2 separate regions of the Mus musculus genome follow, and region 2 is linked to region 1. The links are chromatin contacts, called in public promoter capture Hi-C maps. All regions are on one chromosome and are shown on one strand. The core of a region is the stretch at or near the end of the contact, and the rest is flanking DNA. Distances in the headings are between cores, read along the strand shown.

What was found. Promoter capture Hi-C pulls out the DNA fragments that hold promoters and counts their contacts.
Region 2: a contact with region 1 is called in a promoter capture Hi-C map of liver, with 7 times the contacts expected there. The contact joins the promoter of Tut1 here to the promoter of Esrra in region 1.

What each region holds. Positions count from the first base shown.
Region 1 is chr19:6,918,383-6,924,726 of GRCm38.p6, reverse strand. Esrra (estrogen related receptor, alpha) reads left to right here and starts at 2,919. Exons shown (of 7, transcript NM_007953.2): 1 at 2,919-3,105; 2 at 4,328-4,664. The coding sequence starts at 4,340. It overlaps Catsperz (cation channel sperm associated auxiliary subunit zeta), which reads left to right. Exons shown (of 5, transcript NM_001039494.2): 3 at 1,128-1,204; 4 at 1,360-1,426; 5 at 2,067-2,301. The coding sequence ends at 2,176.
Region 2 is chr19:8,950,586-8,956,929 of GRCm38.p6, reverse strand. Tut1 (terminal uridylyl transferase 1, U6 snRNA-specific) reads right to left here and starts at 3,098. Exons shown (of 9, transcript NM_197993.3): 1 at 2,909-3,098; 2 at 1,353-1,543. The coding sequence starts at 2,990. Mta2 (metastasis-associated gene family, member 2) reads right to left here. Exons shown (of 18, transcript NM_011842.3): 16 at 5,900-6,018; 17 at 5,646-5,794; 18 at 4,630-5,440. The coding sequence ends at 5,275.

The DNA.
Region 1 (6,344 bases), core at 1,670-4,169:
CTTCCTGCAAAATGGGGGTAAGCCCATAGAAACCCAAGTTTCTAGGATTTCTTAGGAGAGGGCTCAGGCGAGAACCGTTCACGCTTTAACTCAGACATTCTCTGAGCTCCCCCTACCGGGCAGGCGTCCTACTACGAGGAACCCGGGAAACGCACAGGCAAGCAGGTCAATGAAGACCTAGTCAGTTTTTTGTTTGTTTTTTTTGTTTTGTTTTGTTTTGTTTTGCTTTTTATCTTAATGTGGTGCTGGGGGTCGAACCGAGTACATCACTCTTGGTAGGAAAATTCTTTACCACTAAGCATATTTCGAGCCCTCCCTCACCTGTGCGTTTAATTTCATCACTGCACCAGCTGAAAGGACAGAATTCCTTCCCTGGCTGGGATCTGGCTGTTTGGAAGTCTCTCTTTTGGTCAATAGTTACTTTATTGTTGCTTTGTATTTCTTTTTGGAATGAGAGTCTCACTGTATAGCCCAAGATGACCTTGGATCTTGGTATCTTCCTGAGTGTTGGGGTTACACACAGTATGCCAAGCACTGTTTGAGATGTGTATGTGTCCATCCTCTGTCCCGTCCGTTTCCACCTTCATCAAGCAATGAGTACTGATAAGAACCCAGTATTCAGGAAGCTGTGAATTCAAAGCTAGCCCGGTCTAGATACCAAGTTCCAGGATAGTTAGGTCCACACTGTGGGAACATGTCTAAACAAACAAGAGTGATACAGATATAACAATTGATTTATATTAAACTTGTTACATAAGCATAGGACTTCTTGTACTGTGACCTTTGCATGGCACAACTGCCATAAGAGACTGTTCTGGACTGAGGAACATAGCTTACTGGTAGAGTTCTTTCGTAGTTTATACAATGCCCTGCATTCAGTTCCCAACAATACACTTTCAGAGGGCACACAATTCTCACAAGAGGGAATTCCTATGAATGACTCCAAGTCTCACACAGCGGGACAGTTGGTTCTGGATCTCAGCCGGGTGGGATTCTAAAGCCTAGGGCTGAAACCAGTGTCCCCTATGACCTTTGATGCAGGGTGTAGCTGCAGCTATTCCCTGAACCCCACTCCCACCATGACCCAGGAGCCTGACCAAGACCGATTTCTCTCTTCATTTCTCCAGCATCGTCTACTTCAGAATCACTAATATTCAGCCTATGGAAGCCACATCGAACCTACTGGACAGAGCAGCAGAACAGGGTTGGAGGATACTACTGGGGAGACTACTGGGGTTGAGTAGTGGGCAGCAGCAGATGGGCAGGTTTCAGGAAAGTGGGGCAGGCAAGCTGGGGAGGTCATGTGGGGACCACTTCAGCTTTCCATGGAACTGGTTGAGTCTCTTGTTGCTTTTCCAGCTGCCTCTGCCTCTGATGGAGCTCATGGAGACTGAAGTTCTGGATATTCTCAAAAAAGCCCTCATCAGTGAGCACTCCACCCCCACCCCCACCCCAGCTTCCACAAAAGATCCTGGTGGCTTTGGCAGGGCTTGGGGCTGTGGAGTTTCAGGATATGTAGTCTTGTCAGATCCCCTTAGCACTCACAAGGATGCCCTAAAAATTAAAAGTCAAGAGAGTAGGCACAGGCCGACTCAATGGAGTGAGTGACTCAGAGGACTTAAAATAAGCCCCTTTCTAGCAAGTCTGTTTTCTCTGCTTGTTCAGTGGAGTGACAGCCTTTGGGTAGCTTTGCTTCACTCCCAGGTGTGGGAGCTGTGACACATCGGGATTTTTTTTGGGTAAATGTACTGGATATTGGATTATCTGCGTAACCTTCTGCTCATGGTATATGAGCACATAGAGGGAAGAAAGGGCCAGATAACTAGTTAGAGTGAGCGGCTCAGGAGGAGGTTGGGTCTCACTGCCTCTGTTCAGGCTTGCAGCAACTTCTTCAGCCTTCTTCCCCTCCATTCTTCACATCGCACCTAGGAGACCCAAAATTCCCCAAACTAACACAGATCCAAATCCAGCACTAAATGCCACCTCAAATCACCTGTGGTTCCTCAAATGGGGGAAGCCCTTTGCTGCTGTTCATGGCCCTGAGCTCAGCTCTTCCCTCTCCCTAGCATATAGGTCCACGATTGGCAGGAACCACTTCATGACTAAAGAGCTGCAGGGATACATCGAAGGGATCAGGAAGCGCAGGAACAAGAGGCTGTACTTTTTGGATCAGTGAACCTCCAGCTCAAGTGGCCGACGAGACGTCCGCTCCGTGTCCTTTCCGGTCCCTCGAACCCAAGCTCAACCTCATCTGCATGGAATTTGAATCCTAGAGAAATTAAAGAGTCTATGCATGGTCCCAGAGTCAGTGCGTGGCTGCTTGCGTGAGGCGGACGCACGTGGCCCCGCCTTTCCCCGTGACCTTCATTCGGTCACCGCAGTGACCTTGAGTTTTGTCCGCTCGTGTCTCACCTCTGCCTTTGAGGAACTCGCAAACCAGGGCTACTTGCATGTTTTAGGTCTGCTTCTCCACTTGAGGGTCCTCAGGGGTGCTGATCTACCAAATCTGTCAAGTGTCCCATCAACATAATGGGGTGGGGTGGGGAGCAGCACCCTGTTAGGCCCCACCCCTTATGCATATGCAGTTACATAAACCCGCCTTTCATTTACATACACGTTCAACGCCCTCACAGAGTGAGTTCACTGAACAGCTACGCCCACTCTTATAAGGCAGAGCACCGCCCTCCTTCGTGATGCAAGGGTGCTCCGGCTTCTCTCCCGCACCAGTTCCTAGTCTTCGCTCCTCCCCTAGGTTCAGGCCCCGCCCACAGGAGGCCGCGCACGCGTGTGTATCGACAAGGCCTGCCCGCTGTCCTCCGGGTACGCAGGCGCCGCCGCCTCCCTCGGATATTAGCATAGGGCACCTGGCCCCACCCCCTGTTTTGCATGCGCAGGCCGGCCCCGCCTCCGCTGTCAGCTGGAGGAAGCGGAGTAGGAAGCAGCCGCGATGTCCTTTTGTGTCCTACAAGCAGCCAGCGGCGCCGCCGAGTGAGGGGGGACGCAGCGCGGCGGGGCGGTGCGGCCGGAGGAGGCGGCCCCCGCTCACCCCGGCGCTCCGGGCCGCTCGGCCCCCATGCCTGCCCGCCAGCCCTGCCGGAGCCCAAGGTCCGGGGGCGGAGGGGAAGGCGGCCGCGGGGGTGGGCGGGCGCGGCGGGGGCCATGTGCAAGCGCGGGCGGGGGGCGGGCTGCGGGCGGGGTCGCGCCTGGTGCGTCGGCCGGGTCAGGACTGGCTTCAGGTCCTGGCCTCCAGTTAGCCTCGGGCCTTGGAGCGAGTCCCCGGGCAGCGTTCAGATCGATCCTTGAGCATTGCGGGAGTCCTCGGGGTGGGCTGGAATTGAAAGGGTCCCTTGAGGCCACGTGGGGGCGCTTGCAGGGGCTTTGGGCCACCCTCCTCTCTGGGTCATAGGTCATCGTAGCGCGAGGGAGAACTTCTTCCTTGTCGCCTCTTCTTACTTCCTGATAACCTGATAGAAGTCCCCCGCGGGCAATGGGGGGAGGGGAGATTAGTAACTTCAGGCAACTTCCCATAGGTGTGCGCAGGTTAATGGGGGGTGGGGGGCGGCCCTGGAGGTCGCGAGAGGTGGTGAACTCTGCGGTAGCTGGAGTGTAAGAATGAACCTTGCAGGTTTGGGGTGCAAAAGAGGTGGAGCCGCGCCCTGCACGGCGTGGCTGGACTGGGCTTGCTAAAGCTGGAGGGGGTGGCGTGTCAGAGGTGAGAGACTCCCTTACAAGAGTGTGGTGAGGGATTAGAAGACTTGAGTGTGAGTTTGCTTATTGAGTGTGCTCTTTTGCTGGGAGTATGTGAGAACTTGGGACTGGTTAAAGGCCATGTGTGAGTGGAAGGTTCCCAGGAGAGTGTGAGCATGTGTGGACATGTGGAAACTCCTGAGAGAGTGGCCATATCCTTTGCCTCCGCCCCCCTTGGCCCCCCTTAGCCCCCTCCCGGTTCCTCAGTATGCTCTTGAATACTTGAGAGTACCTCCTGGAGTACATCTGGAGAAAACTGAGGAGAGGATCATGCTTATGCTCGGGGTTGAGAGTTGCCTGCAGGTTGAGGTTAGCCTGCTTCCTGGCTTGGGTGGGAGCTAGACTTGCCAAGCCGCTCCCAGGTTCCCAAGAGGAAGACCTGCTGTCAGTTACTGGCCTCAGAGGCTCTGGAGACTCTGTTCCCATGGCGACAGCTGGGGGCCCTCTTCATGGGCAGCCCTTCCTTGGACTCTGCCTCCTCCTTCTCCTTGGCTGAGCCTGGAAGCCTGGCTTAGTCCCAGTGTTGCCCAACCTATGTGGCAGGGTGCCTCCCTGTGACCCTGATGGTCTTTCCCTGCAGGTGACCAGCACCATGTCCAGCCAGGTGGTGGGCATCGAGCCTCTCTACATCAAGGCAGAGCCAGCCAGTCCTGACAGTCCAAAGGGTTCCTCAGAGACTGAGACTGAACCCCCGGTGACCCTGGCCTCTGGTCCAGCTCCAGCCCGCTGCCTTCCAGGGCACAAGGAGGAGGAGGATGGGGAGGGGGCAGGGTCTGGTGAGCAGGGCAGTGGGAAGCTAGTGCTCAGCTCTCTACCCAAACGCCTCTGCCTGGTCTGTGGGGATGTGGCCTCTGGCTACCACTACGGTGTGGCATCCTGTGAGGCCTGCAAAGCCTTCTTCAAGAGGACCATCCAGGGTGAGCCCCTACCCCCACCCCCTGCTTCTGTGCCCTTTGCCCTGTACCCTTTGGGCCTGGCACTAATTGGTACAGTGCTGCATGCAGGAGGCCCTGAGCCTGTCTGTTGCTGCTTGAGTCAGCAATATGAAGTTTGAATTTCCTTGTTCTTCCTGGGACATCATTTTATTTAAGGGCTATAGCTGAGGTTAGTAGAATGCTTGCCTAGTTTACAGGAGGCTCTAGGTTCTGTCCTTAGCACCATATAAGTCAGGTGTGGTGTTGGGTACCTAAAATCTCAGCACTTTGGAATGGAACTAGGAGCATCAGAGATTCAAGGTCATCATTGACTACATAGTAAGCTGAAGGACAACTTGGGCTCTGTGAAAGCCTGCTCCCTCCCCTCAAAAGGGTGGGGTGAAGCTGGGCAGTGGTGGCTCATACCTTTAATCCTTGCACTGGTGAGGCAGAGGCAGGTGGATCTGTGAGTTTGAGGCCAGCCTGGTCTACAGAGTGAGTTCCAGGACAGTCAAGGCTACACAAACTCTGTCTTGAAGGAAAAAAAAAAGTAGAAGAAAGAAAAAGCTACTAGTATAGGTCACTGATGGATTGGAATGGGATATGAGCCAGGATGCAGGTGCCTGCACCTGTTATAAAGCTTCGCTCCTGACTTTCCTGTTGCCTCTAGTAGCTGCCTGTAAATCACCTCGCACAGCACAGAATCACTCTTCATGACTCCCCCAAAGCACCACACTACTAACTCTAGGCACAGTTTATGGGTAATGATACAGGTTTGTTAGGTTTTAGCATCCAGCAGGCTTCCTCACTCTTTAGCCACTGATTTTTTTCTCTCTCTCTCACCCAGGAGAGCAGTGACGACGACATTGAGACGAACATTCTCTGGGGCAGGCCTATTGTTCTTAAGCAACCACTGGTTACGTTGAGGCTATAATATCATTTTATATATATAGACATATACATATGTATGTATATGTATATATTGAGACCTTTTCTTATTATGTAGTTGGCCTGGAATTTCCTGTGTCTTCCAAGCCTAACCCCTCCATCCCTTTGCCTCAGCCCCCATGAGTGCTGTGGTTACAGGCAGATACCACTGCAGCTGACTTGTAAAAATGTCCTTAGCATGAATTTATTTTGTGTGTGGGGTATGTATTTGCACCCACTGTATGCATGTAAAGGTCAGAGGATAAACTATGGGAGTAGGCTCTTGATGTCTACCATGAAGGACCTGGGGATTGAACTCAGTCATCAGGTTTGGCAGCAAGTGCCTTTACCTACTGAATCATCTTGCCAGGCATCAACTGGTTTCAGAACACTTTTTTTTTTCTTGAGTGTTTATCCTGTGGTAGGTACTGCTCCTTTTACTTTCAGGATTTCACCCCCTTATTGCAACCCCACGAGAAGGGGTCCGTGTCGAGAGCTGATGCACAGGGAGGCATTTGTAGCTCCTCAGATCTCTCTAGAAAATGACAGCCCTTGTGTTTGGTGCAGGTCCAGAGCTGAGCTCTTAAACTGCAGACTGCTGCCTCTGTGTATCACCAGTGACCTGGACTTTGGACCACTGGTAGTGATATTCCAGAGAGTTGTTTTATGGAGTTTTTGATGTTGTCTTGAGATAGGGTCTCATTGTTTAGCCAGGGCTGTCCTAGAACTCACTCTATAGACCTGACTGGCCTTGAA
Region 2 (6,344 bases), core at 1,849-4,348, 2.0 Mb before region 1:
CCTCTGGCCTGGCACCTGTACTTACATACACATGCCCTCACACAGACACCCACCCACAAACATTAATAATAATAATTCATGTTGGGGTAAAGTGCTTGCCACCAAACCTGACCCTGATTTCAATCCCCTGAATACAAAATATGACAGAACAGAATCCCAACATTGTCCTCTGACCCCCGCATTTGCACCATTGACCACACAGGTGCACACACAATACAATTTTAAAAAGAATACATGTTGGGCTTAGAATGCAGCTCATTGATAAAGTTGTGTGCATAAAATCTTGGATTTAAGCCTTAACACCAAAATATAATAATTTTTTTTAAAAATGCCTATTACTACTAATATAAACACACACACTCTAATAATTAACCCTGTCTTCAAGGAACTTACTATCTAGGATTACCAACAATATGACAGCTAGGCTGCTGTGATTTGGGTGAGCTGAACATAACTAAATATATTTTTTCTTTTCTTTAAGGTAAGGTAAAACATTAGCAGGAACAAGGCAAACATGGCTGCTTGTGGATGAAAACACATGTTCTCTTATGTCTTCTGTTCCATAAAGAGGCATTCTGTAGAGTAGTAAAGACTGTAGTGTCAGCATGAAGACATATTCAGATGAAGAAAAAGAAACTGATACCAACAAATCCCTATGTCCAGTCAACTAGTTTTCAAGTGGATAATAAGACCACTGGGAAAAGAATGGCCTTATAGATATACTGGGTCACCTGATAGTCAAAAGCAAAAGGATGGTGGACCCTTACCGCATCCTTATCATAACAAAAAAATTACTCAGATCTCACCAGCACACAGGCATGAATCACAGACAGGCAGTGATGGATAACTGATATGGGGATGGTTTGTAGAGATAAAGGCCACTTTCCTAGCATTCAAAAGTACCCAGGTTCAATCCCTAGAACTAAAAAACAACAGAGAGAAAAGAAAAAAAAGGGGGGGGGGGCGAGGTCCAAAGAATAGGGCAAATGCCTTTAATGTCAGCCTTTAATTCCAAGACCAAGGAGGCGGAAGCAAGTGAGTTTCTGTGAGTTCAAGGCCAGCCTGGTCTAGATAGCAAGTCCCAGTCAGAGTTACTAGGCAAAACCCATAGTTACGTGATAAGTACCCTGATACATGCATGCATACATACATACATACATACATACATACATGTCTGGTAAACAAGCCCTCCATAATTAATACTGGTGAATAAAAATCCAAAGGTGTCAGAAGCTCACCAACTGAGCTACTTAATGTTCTGAATTGTCTACCAAGGGCAAGCCAAAACAGACTGCAGGTTTCTCTCTCTGCATATGAAGCAAACACATTAATCCCAGAGCCATTCACTCTACCTTGTCCTTGTCCATGACAATATTGGCCACAGGGCCAAATGTCTGGAAGTACTCAGAGAGCTGAGCAGAACCCACATCCCTGGGGAAGCCACTGACAAACACACTTCGGAGTCCCTGTGCCTTCCTGGTAGCTCGGAGTTGCACCAAATCCCGGTGCTTCCGGCCTTTCAAGTGGGCATCGAGGCTGGGTCCTGGAGAGACAAATGTCAGACGTAAGCATAAAAAGGGTCTGTTAGTGTACCTGTTCTCTTGCTCTGCTCTGTACATATGGACATCTTCTGTTCCTTCAACGACAAAGGGTGACACTGGGACAGAGTTGTACCTCCTTCCACACTTGATATTCTTCCCTTTTCTACACAGTGCATTCTCTAAGGGGTCTAAGTGAGAAAGGGCTACAGTGTAGGTAGGTCTTAAACCAAACCAACAAGAAGCAGTAAGCAAAGAAACATCTGCACACTGGAGAAGAATTAAGTAACTTGTCCAAGGCCATATGTACAAGAACTAAATAAATTAGAGCCCTGAATAATTCTCAGGAATAAAAAGTAGGTATTCCATAGCCAGGCAGTGGTGGCGCACGCCTTTAATCCCAGCACTTGGGAGGCAGAGGCAGATGGATTTCTGAGTTCAAGGCCAGCCTGGTCTGTAGAATAAGTTCCAGGACAGCCAGGGCTATACAGAGAAACCCTGTCTCAAAAAACCAAAAACAAAAAAACAAAAACAAAAACAAAAAGGTGGGTAATGCAGACATAACATTTTCTCAGACATATGATGGAAATGATAGTGTCTAACATATAGGCATCATTCATGTACAGCTCCAGCCTTCTGGGATGTGGGCTTGGATGTGTAAGTGTAGAAAATTAGCTATTATTTAATTATCAGTCAGCTGCTTGGTGCCATGGAAGCATGTTATGTGAACAAAGAAGGCTCCTAAGTTGCTGGCTTGCCCTAATGAGCAGAGTGCTGGGGGGGGGGGGGGGGTGTCATTCACAAAGAAAATACTAGAAGGCCCTGTTTAGGGGAGATCACAATTGCGGACATAAAAAGTAGGATCTGATGTGTCATTGAGTCGTTCACAATGTCACAGAATGATCTAGTCCACCTTCCCTACACCTTTTCCTCACTGGCACCTTCGGCCCTCATTCAGATCACGCTATTTCACTCATCCTCGCCTCTAGAGAAAGCCTCCATTGGGGAGTCTCCGACTGAATTACTGCCTTCTCTGTGAACATACCCGTGGTGTACTGAAACTACCTCAGGCCAAACAATGAGTTCCTAAATCGCCTTCCCTACTCCAGAGACCAGCAGAAGTACCAGAAACAGAAGGGATGGACAGCGGGTGATGATTTTAAAGGGAATAATGAAACTTTCACTATGGAGATTTTCCATAGCAGGAACCACAGGTCAGATTTTTCCCCACTCTCCAGTGCCCTAGGATATGATGAGTGAAAATAGGTGGATGACCCTATTTTCAAAAACAAAAACACCAAAAACACATAACCTAGATAACCCTAACTTTCACTAGCACCCACCCTCCTCCCTCACTAGCCACCGCTTACGGTTGGCTGTAGTAACATCGCAGAGGCAGCAGCGAAAGCGGCCACGCGGCAGCGATACAACGTCCGAATCCACCGCCGCCATAGCCACTCTCCGGTACGGAACGCCTACAGCCTATTTCGCCGGAAACACACCGGAACACACAACTAAAAATTGTAACGTGCGTGCGGGGAAGCCACTTCCGTCAATGTAGTAGGAAGTGACGTCGTGTCCTTTGCTGCCATATTCCTCCAGAAACCTCGTTCGTAGGATTGAGAGTTCCAGCTCTAAAACACTTTCGGGAAAGGCCGCCCTTCGACGATGCTTATTGGCCTACAGTTAACTAGTTGGAGAGCTTCGTTCTACTCCAGCGTTGATTGGCCCGAAGAATCGTGAATATTCATTAAGCAGCCACAAAGGCGTGCTTGCTTCTTGACAGCAGAAGTCCTTCTTTGCCAAGTGGTGGCGGGCGATCTATGCCTTTATTTCACCACACAACTGCCCCCTCAATCTCTTATTTTACCCTGCGAATAGACGCAGAGGGTGGGTGTTTCCAATCGCTTGCCTTGTGGAGCTCAGGGACTCCCGCATCCTCAGGTCAGTTCCTTTCTCTGCAGCCTGATCCTTCTACAAGTGTTCTCAGAGCTGTCCATCCCTGTCTCTCCCACCCCCATCAGCTGGATTCAATGAGCGCAATGCCAGATGGCTGATAGCTTAGTCTGCCAGTTTCTTCCACAGATGTAGTCTGAATGAAGTATATTAACGAGGCCCGTTTCAAGGCAGTACAATGAAGAACTGACTACAGTGGTAAGAGATAAGGACATTCATTCAAGAATGTGGAACGGGAAGTGTAGCAGATCCCCAACCAGAATTAGTCGTGTGGTTTCAGAAGCAGAGGAGAGTATGAAAGCTGGTCGATCATAGGGCCCGTGATGAAATGGAAGGGCTACCAGGTGAGAGCTCAGCAGCTTGTGCTGTGATTATCAGCCGCACAGTAGACCTTAGGCAGAACACCAACCAGTCTGCGACCTTGACTGAGTCACCTATAAGGCCCTGTGTCCCTCCTTATTGGGCCCTCCTCAGGCATCTAATCCTTATGCCAACCCAAAAGAGCAGACCAAACCAAAAAAGAGAATACTGCAGTACGCTTAAAAGCAGGGGCAGTTGCTAAGGTTGATTGTTAATCCTGAGGCAGCAGTCTGTATACATACACCACTGAGCTTGAATTGCAGTCTTGCTTCCCCGTTGCTGAGATTAAAGGTAGGGATGTGCCAACACAAGCAGCATTTGTTGGAGTACATCTTTGCCTGTTAGCTAACATTTCCTAGAATGCCTAAATGAAAGTTAAGGCTGAGGATGTAGGTAGCTCAATAGTAGAGCACTTGCCTAGCATTCTCTGGGCCCTGGGACCAATTCCCTGGCATCCAAAGGACAAGTAGGTAACAGGCAGACATCCTCACACCCTTCTGTGGAGACGGAGAGCCCTTAGAGCTCGGAACAAATCTAGACCAAGATAATGCTTGCACTTCAGCCCCAATGGGAGAAGCTCGAGTCCCACAAGAAGGCTAGCTGGCACAGACTTCCTCCCAGTCCGGCTGCATGTCTCAGAAAGCTGCTCCTAGACCAAGCACCATCTGTACCTCCTTCATTGTCCTTTGTCCTCTATTTTCCCTCTCAAAAACACCCCCAAAACAAAAATGCAGCGCACGCGCGCGCACACACACACAGAATAGCTGAGCCTGGAGGAGCTGAAGAAAACAGCTTTTTATTTGTCACTGTAAGAACCAATTACAGAATCTGAGGTTAAAAAACAGACAAAAGATCTTTATTTCTGAGAATTGGCATATAAAAGGCAGAGGGAGAAAGGGGAGGGAAGAAAGAGTGAGCATGGGCTGGGGTTGACGCCATCTTAGGGCTCTCAAATTCCAATTAGGAAAGTCCGGACACCGGACAGTAAGAGTAACCCCCCATTAGAAAATAAGGAAAAATGAGACATGGCAGTGTACTTCCCTTCCCCTGCCAGGGACTAACACCTGATATGTTTACTCTTCCCCTCCTCCATCCCTTTTACAAAGGGAGGTTCATTTTTAAAAAATTAAAAAACCCTCCCCCCCAACTGTCCAAACCACCTGTGGGTCCCAGGCCCCAAATAGGGTAGGTACACACACAGGCAAGTTCCTATAGGCTGTGAAGCCCAAAAAGGGACGTTACTGGCAGTTACAGGCAGTAACTAACACCAGAGGGTGTCCAACCCCTGCAAGGACACACACACACCAGGGTCAACCCTCCCTCACTCCTTACTCCCTTTGATACCAAAAGGAATGAAGATTTGTATGTCCTGGGCACCCACCCCTCTACCTCTCATCCCACCTCCCTTCCCCTAAGATGCTCAATCCTCCAGGACAATGGGCTCATTGGTGCTGGCAGGATGTGAAGAAGCGGGCAGAGGAACTGGGGGCCGCACTGTCATCAGCGTTGGTTTCACCTTCAGGGGTAGGTTGGGCCTTCGGGCCGCTCGGCGCATTTCCAGGTGAGTTAGAGCTTTCCTTAAAGCCCTGGCCAAAAAGAGCAAGACAGAAACAGGAAAGCTTGATGAGCATCAAGACTCAACCAGGTTCAGCTCCACAACGCCCTCTACAGTTCTACCCTCTGGTACCCACATTCTCTTGTGCACCTATCTTTCTCAGATACGCCTACTTCCAATGCTGGACAACTTGGATTGCCAGCCTCTCAGCCCCTCATGGTGGACTCCCTCCCTACCTGGTGTCCTTTGTGGCCACAAATACCACTGGATTGGGAGCATCAGCAGGGTTTAGTTTCTGACGCTTGGCTGCTGGCTGTGAGCTTGAACGAATCCCTGAAGCCAGAGGCCTTCCATTGGCAGAGAAGGGGACCCCTGCCCCTGCCATCTGGAAAAGGATGGGGTACATAATGAAGGAACTACCTTCCTTAGACTCCTATTAGAAACAAAAGCCCACCCTGTTCAGCTTTCCCAACCCACTCTGTCAACTCACAGTCTCATAGGAACGTTTCACCATAATGCCCCCCAGGCCTCGATTCTGGGTCAGCTGGTTTCTGTTGATTGGTGTCTTGGTACCCCGAGGTGTTTTTGGTTTCAGAGGTGCCTGAGCCACTGTCAGTAGAGGGAGAAGGGGGATGAAATAGAAAATGTTCCCACTTTCCTTGCCTATGTAGTTTCATTACCATTCTTTCCTCCCTCTCTACCCTGACCAGTTGTTTACTCTAATGGCCTAAAGATTAATAATGGAGAAAATGGCCTATCAAGCTACTTAACCTTATTTAAAAACACATTATGCTTTCAGATCAGAAAATACGTATATAAAGCCACTTCTGTGCCAGAGATGGAGCTCAACGGTAAACCACTAAACCAGAACATATGAGGTTCTGGGTTTTGATCTACAGCACCACCACAAAAAACAATAACAAGAAGGATCATCA